Regions from separate parts of the Pan troglodytes genome. Here region 1 is linked to region 2. Evidence: chromatin contacts called from public Hi-C data. All regions are on one chromosome and are shown on one strand. Each heading gives the region's core, a stretch centred on a gene start, on an enhancer-like site or on the middle of the called end of the contact. The rest is flanking DNA. Distances are from core to core; before and after follow the strand shown.

The links. A called contact is a pair of places that touch in the nucleus more often than the background predicts.
Region 1: a contact with region 2 is called in a Hi-C map of induced pluripotent stem cells, with 2.9 times the contacts expected there. The contact joins two enhancer-like sites. A contact is called at or near these places in 3 of 7 Hi-C or Micro-C datasets (induced pluripotent stem cells and stem cell-derived neural progenitor cells).

The regions. Positions count from the first base shown.
Region 1 is chr11:13,901,403-13,905,697 of NHGRI_mPanTro3-v2.0_pri, forward strand. NR6A1 (nuclear receptor subfamily 6 group A member 1) reads left to right here. Exons shown (of 10, transcript NM_001280163.1): 3 at 22-264. Among named protein-coding and RNA genes, the nearest start is that of NR5A1, 45 kb to the right of the region's middle. Within about 2 kb of position 2,594, at least 3 of the 24 cell types and tissues checked have an H3K27ac peak or open chromatin away from gene starts, as enhancers often do. A contact at or near this core is called in induced pluripotent stem cells, where this site is marked.
Region 2 is chr11:13,743,298-13,747,433 of NHGRI_mPanTro3-v2.0_pri, forward strand. The region is part of intron 2 of NR6A1 (nuclear receptor subfamily 6 group A member 1); the gene reads left to right. Among named protein-coding and RNA genes, the nearest start is that of MIR181B-2, 15 kb to the right of the region's middle. Within about 2 kb of position 2,399, at least 1 of the 24 cell types and tissues checked has an H3K27ac peak or open chromatin away from gene starts, as enhancers often do. A contact at or near this core is called in induced pluripotent stem cells, where this site is marked.

The sequences.
Region 1 (4,295 bases), core at 1,344-3,843, 160 kb after region 2:
TTCTAACTTGAACATGATCAGTTTCTGTTTCAGATGATCGGGCTGAACAACGAACCTGTCTCATTTGTGGGGACCGCGCTACAGGCTTGCACTATGGGATCATCTCCTGTGAGGGCTGCAAAGGGTTTTTCAAGCGGAGCATTTGCAACAAACGGGTATATCGATGCAGTCGTGACAAGAACTGTGTCATGTCTCGGAAGCAGAGGAACAGGTGCCAGTACTGCCGCCTGCTCAAATGCCTCCAGATGGGGATGAACCGGAAGGGTGAGTGGTGCTGATGGCTCTGATGGCCCATCCTTCATTCAAAACTTTACCTTTAGTGTCAGCTGTTTAGTTACTTATTCCTCAAGCTTGCACTACATATCAGGCCTTATAGTTTGTACTCATAACCAAAAATGAACCATTCTTGCCTATAAGACCTTCCTAAACTAGGTGGGGGGAAGAAAACTAGTGAGATGTTAAGGTGGGAATGAGTGCACAAGCCCTGTGTGACCAAGAACCCACTTAACAATCAGGTCTTAACTGGGATTAATATACTTCACTAGTTATTTCAGGAATGATGACAGAAGTAGAAATTTTTGGATGAAAAGGCATGAGGTAGGAGATTGCTGAATGCGGTATCATTTTGTTTGCTAGAAGCACGGTGTACTCAGAGGCTAGGCATGCTCAGAAGTCTGTGTCTAGGTTGGTGAGGAGTTTGGAATTTATTGGGAAGCTTTCCAAGAGCCATTAGCCTGAGATAATATGAACAAACTGACGTTCTAGTAGGATGAATATGAAGGGCTGTTTTGGAGGATGAATTGGGGCAGGGGAAACAGAAAAGCCACCTAGAAAGTTTTTAGTAGAGTCTAGAAGGAAATCTGAAGGATCTGAAGGAACAGGGGAAATAATGGCACACAGAGATGTTGAAGAAACTCATCTGATAGGAATTGGTGACATACTGAACATTGAGCAGCACCAGAAGTTGAAATCGAGGATGTGGATTAAGAGTAATGACCTTATCAGGGAGAAAAAAATGAAAAAAAAAAAAAAAAAGTCAAGCTAAAAAGCAGGGTGATTTCTCTATAGGACCCTCTGAAAAGAAAAGAAAAAGGGTGGGGCAAAATGTTGGCCTTGGCAATACTGAGTTTGAGATACCTGAGAAGGATGCATAAAGATGTCCACCAAGGAAGTTGGTTATATAGGATTGGAACTGAGATGAAAAGTCCTGCCTGCAAACAGGCTTCATGGAGCTGTTGGCACAGAGGTGGTAGTAAAAGTCTAGTCCATAGGTGAAATCACCCACAGAGAGAGCTTAGATACAGAAGAGAGAAGGGCCAGTGTCAGAAGCCTAGAGTGGTATTCCCATGGAGAGTGGAGAGTAGAATAGAGCAGTGTCATTCAGCAGAAAGAAGAGAGGCTCTAGAGGCAAACAGACTAGCTTTTAGCTCTGTGACCTTAGGAAGTTTGCTTTATATCTCCAATATTCAATTATCTTACCTTTAAGATGGTATGTTACTTACCCTTCAGAGTTCTCTACAGGATTAAGTATGATAACATATAAAATACCCAGCAAGGTATTAGGGGTTCATAGCAGCAGTGTTCAGGGATGGGGGTGTTAGTCAGATATAATGAACTATTCAAACTGGTTTTATAGCATTATGAATGCAGACATCCAGATATACTCAGACTGGTTTTATTGTGTATGAGATAAGAAGGACCTTTTAAAAACTTGCCCATCATGAAGAAAGGTAAGAGAGATGTGGAAGTGCATTTAGATAAATTTAGGTGGTTTATAATTTATTATAAATACTAATATTGAGCACTTATTTATGTACCCTCCATATATATATTCTACCACTGAATACATACAACAACCCTGTTATTAACTATTATCCCCAGTTTACAGATACAGCTTAGGGAGGTAAAATGAGTTAGCAATAGTTTAGGGGTGGTTATGTTGACAGTTAATAGTTAACTAAATTATAATTTGTTATTAAGCAGAGCTTGTACCTGCTTAATACGGACACGGACAATGTACTGCTTCACATGTCTACCATGTGGCATAGCTGTTTACATGTTGGAATGCCCTGTGTTTACTGGATGATGACTGCCATAGTAGGACATTTGAAGTGTTACCAAGTTTGTCCCCTGCCTGTCTTTCTAACTCATTTCTGAACACTGTGCCTCAGGGATGCCTTACACTGCTGTGCCTGTACTCAGGTTTTTTCCTCTACTTGGAGATCTTTTCCCTTCCCCACTGTCAGTTTCCTCTTATTGAAATCTTTTCCAGCCACCAATACCAAACATGTACTGTCTGAAGAGTCTGTCAACTTCCTGCCCTCACCCTGTTTTGGTTTTGGCCTCCACTTCTCTCATCTCCCTTTGTTGCCCTCACTGTGAGTATCTTATGAAAGCTTAGTTATTATGGGTTGCCTTCTTGACTGCTGTCTCTGATGAATCATCCTGCTTGTTCAGCTGGAGTGTGAGATTCTGAGGCTTCCAGCAAAACTCACCTGTTTTAGGGAAGAAGAAACTTAACCTTATAACCCCTCTGACCATAGTCAGAAGACACACGGAGTATGAGGGACAGGGAGCTAGCTGTCTCCTTAGGACTGTTTGCATGCAGAGCAGGCAGACTCAGTTGCCTGGTGAAGTCTGCGTCAGGGAGAGAAACTCTGCCACCTCCTGGTTGGTGCTGCGAAAGCAGGATTAAAATTGCAGCTGCCATGGGAGTATTTTGGGGGTAAGGAATGTTCTGTATGGACCTGTGGTGGTTCACACATAATTCTGTGCATTTGTCAAAACCCATAGAACTTTACACCACAAAAAAATAAATGTTACTATATGTGAAAATTTGTTTAATCAGCTAGGATGTTTTGGGGGTTACAGGGCAGAGAGAAAGAATGCACACTATGACAAATGAATCTAGCTGGTGTTACAAATGAGTCACATAACCACACTTAAGGGGTTGGAGAAAAAAGGAGCTAACCTTTGAAAAGTATTTTGACTGTATACTGTAAGGCTAAAAACAAAAAGAATTACATACAAACAAAGCACTCTAGTTTGTAAAATTTGTTTCTCTCATGGTTATGTGTTAGGAATTTTTTCGCTACTTCATTTGTATAATAGAGTAGAATCAGCAAGTAAATATATTGTGGACAATGAGAGTCAGGTTTCTCACATCAGAGAAAGAAAGAAGTTATAAATCAGCAAAGGAGAAGGCCAGAATGAATCCCCTCGTGCTAGATTGGAATCAGTGTATCAATATGTATTCGTGTTTCAGATAGATTTAAAAATACATAGATACCTTGTGTGGGTAGGTAAGTTAGTGTACATATGTATATTTCCAAGCTCTAGCCACTGAGAAGGGCTAGAAGCAGATACCCCAGGAGCAATGAGTACACCCAGCACCCAGATCTTGGCTTCCAAATATCAATGAAAGGAATGAGGACTCATTGGAAAACTGGTTGATTCCAAGGCTGGGGTAGGGGAAATGTAAAATGATCCTGGAGCATCTTAAGGGGCCAGCAAGTTAGGAAGTGCTTTCTAAAAAAAGAAAGGAAGCATATCAAAGGGCACAGAAGCCAACCTGAAAGAACTTCTGATGGCCAACGGTGGAACAACTTGAGGAACAATAACTGTAGGATTAATTTATAACCCAAAGGATAAAAATATCCATGAGTTCATACCGAAAGGAATAAGTGAATAAATAAAGAGAAGTGATCATTTTTCCTTTAAGTGAATTCTGATTAACAAATGTAGAAGGAGGCCAGGCTTAGTGGCTCACACCTGTAATCCCAGCACTTTGGGAGGCCAAGGCAAGAGGATCACTTGAGCCCTGGAGTTCAAGACCAGCCTGAGCAGCATAGTGAGACTCCATCTCTAAAAATATAAATATAAATATAAATGTAGAAGGAATGAGGGAAATAGAAAAATCACCATTAGGGCTGGGCACAGTGGTTCATGCCTGTAATCCCAATACTTTGGGAGGCCGGAGCAGGTGGATTGCTTAAGCTCAGGAGTTCAAGACCAGCCTTGGTATCATGCTGAAACCCCGTCTATACAAAAAAAAATACAAAAATTAGCTGGCACGGTGGCATGTGCCTACAGTCCCGGCTACTCTGGAGGCTAAGGTAAACCTGGGAGACGGAGGTTGCAGTAAGCCAAGACCACGCCACTGTACTCCACCCTGGGCAACAAACCAAAAAAAAAAAAAAAAAAAAATTCACCATTAGAACATCACAGTAATAATTGCGACAAGCAAAACCTACTAATGGATGCTAAATAAGTGGCATCAATGTCAACAGAAACAG
Region 2 (4,136 bases), core at 1,149-3,648:
TAGTGTTGAGATCTTATACATCTTTATCCTTAAGTATTTTGTTTTTTAATGTTATAGTAAATGATATTATTTTTAAATTTTATTTTCCAATTGTTGCTAGTATATGTAAATGCAGTTGATTTTTATGTATTTGTATCTTGTGACATTGTTAAATTTGTTAGTTCTAGTAACTTTAAAAAATAAATTTCTTGGGACTTTTTATGTGTACATCTGTGAATAAAGAGAGTTTACTTCTTCCTTTTTGATGTTTATGACTTATTTATTTTTCTTATTGCACTGGCTAAGATTTCCAGTACAATGATAGATAGAAATGGTGAGAATGATGTTCTCACCTTGTTCTTAATCTTAGGGGAAGGAGTTCAATTTCAGTATCAAGTATGATGACACCTCTATTGGGCTTTCTTTTATTTTGTAGAGTTCTGGTAAAATATACATGACGTAACATTTACCATCTTAACCATATTTAAATGTGCTGATCAGTGGCATTAAGTACATTCACACTGGTTGTGCAGCTATCACCAGCATCCATCCACATAACTCTTCTCATATTGCAAAACTGAAGCTCTGTACCCATTAACAATAACCATTCTCCCCTGCTCCTGGTAACCACCATTCTACTTTTTGTCTCTATGAATTTGTCTACTCTAGGTACCTCATTTAAGTGGAATCATGCAGTTTTGTCCTTTTGTAACTGGCTTATTTCCCTTAGCATAATGTGCCTAAAGTTTATCTATGTTGTATAGTGTTAGAATTTCCTTCATTTTTGAGGCTGAATAAGATTCCATTGCATGTATATACCACATTTTGTTGATCCATTCACCTATTGGTGGACACTTGGGTTGCTTTCACCATTTGGTTATTGTGAATAATGCTGCTGTAAACATGAGTATACATGGGTGTCTCTCTTCAAGTCTCTACTTTCAATTCTTTGGGGTGTATACCCGGAAGTGGAATTGCTGGACCCTATGGTAATTCTGTTTTTAATTTTTCAGGAATCACCATACTGTTTTCCATAGCTGCCGCACCACTTTACGTTCTCATCAGCAGTGCTCTAGGGTTCCAGTTTCTCCACATACTCACCAACACTTATTTACTGTGTTTTTGATAGTAGCTCTCCTAATGGTTGTGAGATAATATCTCATTGTGGCTTTGATTTGCATTTCCCTAATGATTAGTGATATTGAGCATCTTTTCATGTGCTTATTGACCATTTGTGTGTCTTCTTTGGAGAAATGTTTATTGAGGTCTTTTGCCTATTTAATTGGATTCTTTATGGGTTTTTGTTTCAGTTATACGAGTTCTTTCTGTGTTCTGTATATTAATCTCTTAACAGATACATGATTTGCAAATATTTTCATCCATTCTGCAGGTTGCTTTTTCATTCCGTTGTGTCCGTCGATGCACAAAAGTTACATTTTCATGTTATCGAGCAGTTTTTTCTTTTATTGCCTATGCTTTTTGTATTATATCCAATAAACCATTGCCAAACCCATTGTCATGAAGCTATCTCCTGTTTTTTTTTTTCTAAAAGTTTTATAGTTTAGGGCTTATGTTTAAGTCTTTGATCGATTTTGAGTTAATTTTTGTGTATGGTATAAAGGTAAAGGCCAGCTTCATTTTTTTCTCATGTGGATATTATTTTATCAGTACCATGTGATTATTCTTTCTCTATTGAGTGGTCTTGGTAACCTTGACAAAAATTGTTTGACCATATATATGAGGGTTTAGTACTGGGCTCCCTATTTTATTCCATTGGTCTATGTCTGTCATTATGTTAATACCAGACTGTTGTGATTACTGTAGCTTTGTAGTAAATTTTGAAATCAGGAAGCTATAGGGTTTTTGTAGATGCCCTTTATCAACTTGAGAAAATGCTGTTGCTAGTTTGCTAAGAGTTTTTTTTATCATGAGTGGTGTTGTTTTCAGATTAATAATTAATTACTAATCTGTAAATCAGTTACGTTTTCATACCAATTCTCCATCTAGATTGTTTAGACTTAATATGGTGGATTACACTGATTGAATTTTGAAACTCAGGCTAGCCTTTTAATCCTGAAATAGACCTCATGTGGTCAGTGATGTATTATAATTTTCCAGTGTTGCTGAATTCAACTTGGTAATATTTTGTTAATGGATTTTTGTGATTATGTGTAGAAGAGCCAAAACCTATGTTTTAATCTTGGTGCCATACTGCCTTCAAAAGACGTTTTTTTTTTTTTTTTTTTGAGACAGGGTCTTGTTCTGTCGCCCAGGCTGGAGTGCAGTGGCGTGATCTTGGCTCACTGCATCCTTCGCCTCCCAGGTTCAGGCGATTCTTGTGCCTTAGCCTCCTGAGTAGCTGGGACTACAGGCGTGTGTCACCTACCTGGCTAATTTTTGTATTTTTAGTAGAGAAGGGGTTTTGCCCTGTTGACCAGGCCGGTCTCCAGCTCCTGGCCTCAAGTGGTCCCCTTGCCTCGGCCTCCCAAAGTGCTGGGATTACAGGTGTGAGCCATTACACCCAGCCTCCAGAAGGCTTTTATTTTTCCTTAATTTCTCATTTTGGGCATATTCCCTTTTATTTGTTGAATCTGCATTAGTTTAATTTTTCGTGTAGTCATAAACCAACTAATAGGCTTTCTAGATGGGCGTAAGCACTCTCTCCTCCTCCTTCAGTTTTTAAGTCTCCATCTAGTGGTCTATTCTGGAAGCACCGAGGTGAGAACCTGTGTTAATGTATTGGTGGGTATGCCAGTTTTGTCCATTAGGTGGCAACAGGCCCTAACCAAAGAGGGAAGAGCACTCAGACTGAAAAATAGAAAACCTGTGCTTGCAAAACTCGGAACAAGATTTTCTGGTACAGCTAGGCTTCAGAATCTTGGAGAAGGGAGTTGTATACCCTTAGGTCATTCTAAGAGCATGTACAAAAACTCTAAAAATATATGGGGCCTATAGTCCCAGCTCCTCAGGAGGCTGAGGCAAGAGGATTTTTTGAGCTGCAGAGTTCAAGACCAGCCTGGGCAGCATAGTGAGACTCTGTATCTTAACAATAAAGACACATGGGAATTCATTTCCCTGTCTCACTTCTCTTGCCTCTCAAGCTTGAAAATCTTGACTTACTCAGTGGGTATCCAGTGGTCACTTTTCTTTGACTATTTGCAGTAGGAGGTAATAGGGACAGAAGGTTAAAGTAATAGAGTAGACCCTTAATGCAAGGGGATCTGAGTTTGGGGATGGGGTGAGAAGGATGTGCCTGAAACCTACTTTATTAATGATAAAAAGAAGAAATCTACTTGCAGAGAGATTTCAGGGAGAGGCATTAATGGCTCCTCGCCGTTTTTGGGTCTGACACTCCATTCCTTGGGCATGGATAAAGGAGTGTTTGTGAATGTTGTCTTAAGATGTGGCTTTTTTTTTTTTTTAAATGGAAATAGGAGAACAGATTTTCTTTGGCAAGGAATTGTTTAAGGCAGTGGTGAAGGAAGAAGATCAGTTAAGGGGGTGTGAGATTCCATGAAGTGGTGGATAGAATTTATAGGGCTGTGAAAATTAAGATAATGTTTGGGGAAGACCACTAGGGTGTAAACAGTGTGACCTGGCAGGCTAGAATAGATTGCTTGCTTATGGCAAAGATGCCAGCTTTTTTTTTTTTTTTTTTTTAACCTTAGCTGACTTAGGCATGTAAAAATCTACTTAACTTGCATGTTCCTGCTTTCTGGTTCATAATTATTCATTGGCAGTGGACTATTATGTACAAATAGGCTTGGAGTAAGGATGATAGATGCGCTTTAACAATTGGGTATGGTTCATATTTGAAACATGACATATGCATGTCAAGATTTAATTACTGGAAAATTTCAAAATAAGGATACTGTTAATGTAATACCTATCATTATACACCACATGAATCAAACTAACTTGAAAATGATGATGCTGAATGAACTGTAATTGAAGAGTAAAGCAAAAATAGCAGCAATTGAAAACTACCACTAATTTCCTCAATAGTGATAATGGAGTTCTTCTGAGAACTGTAAGATTTCCAGCTGATCTTACGTGTGCAATTGCGGAAGGATCTTTGCAACTTTTCCACCCATTTTTGGCAACTAGGCTTAGTAGATTACTAGAGTCTCATTCGTTTATAAACATTGAATTGTATT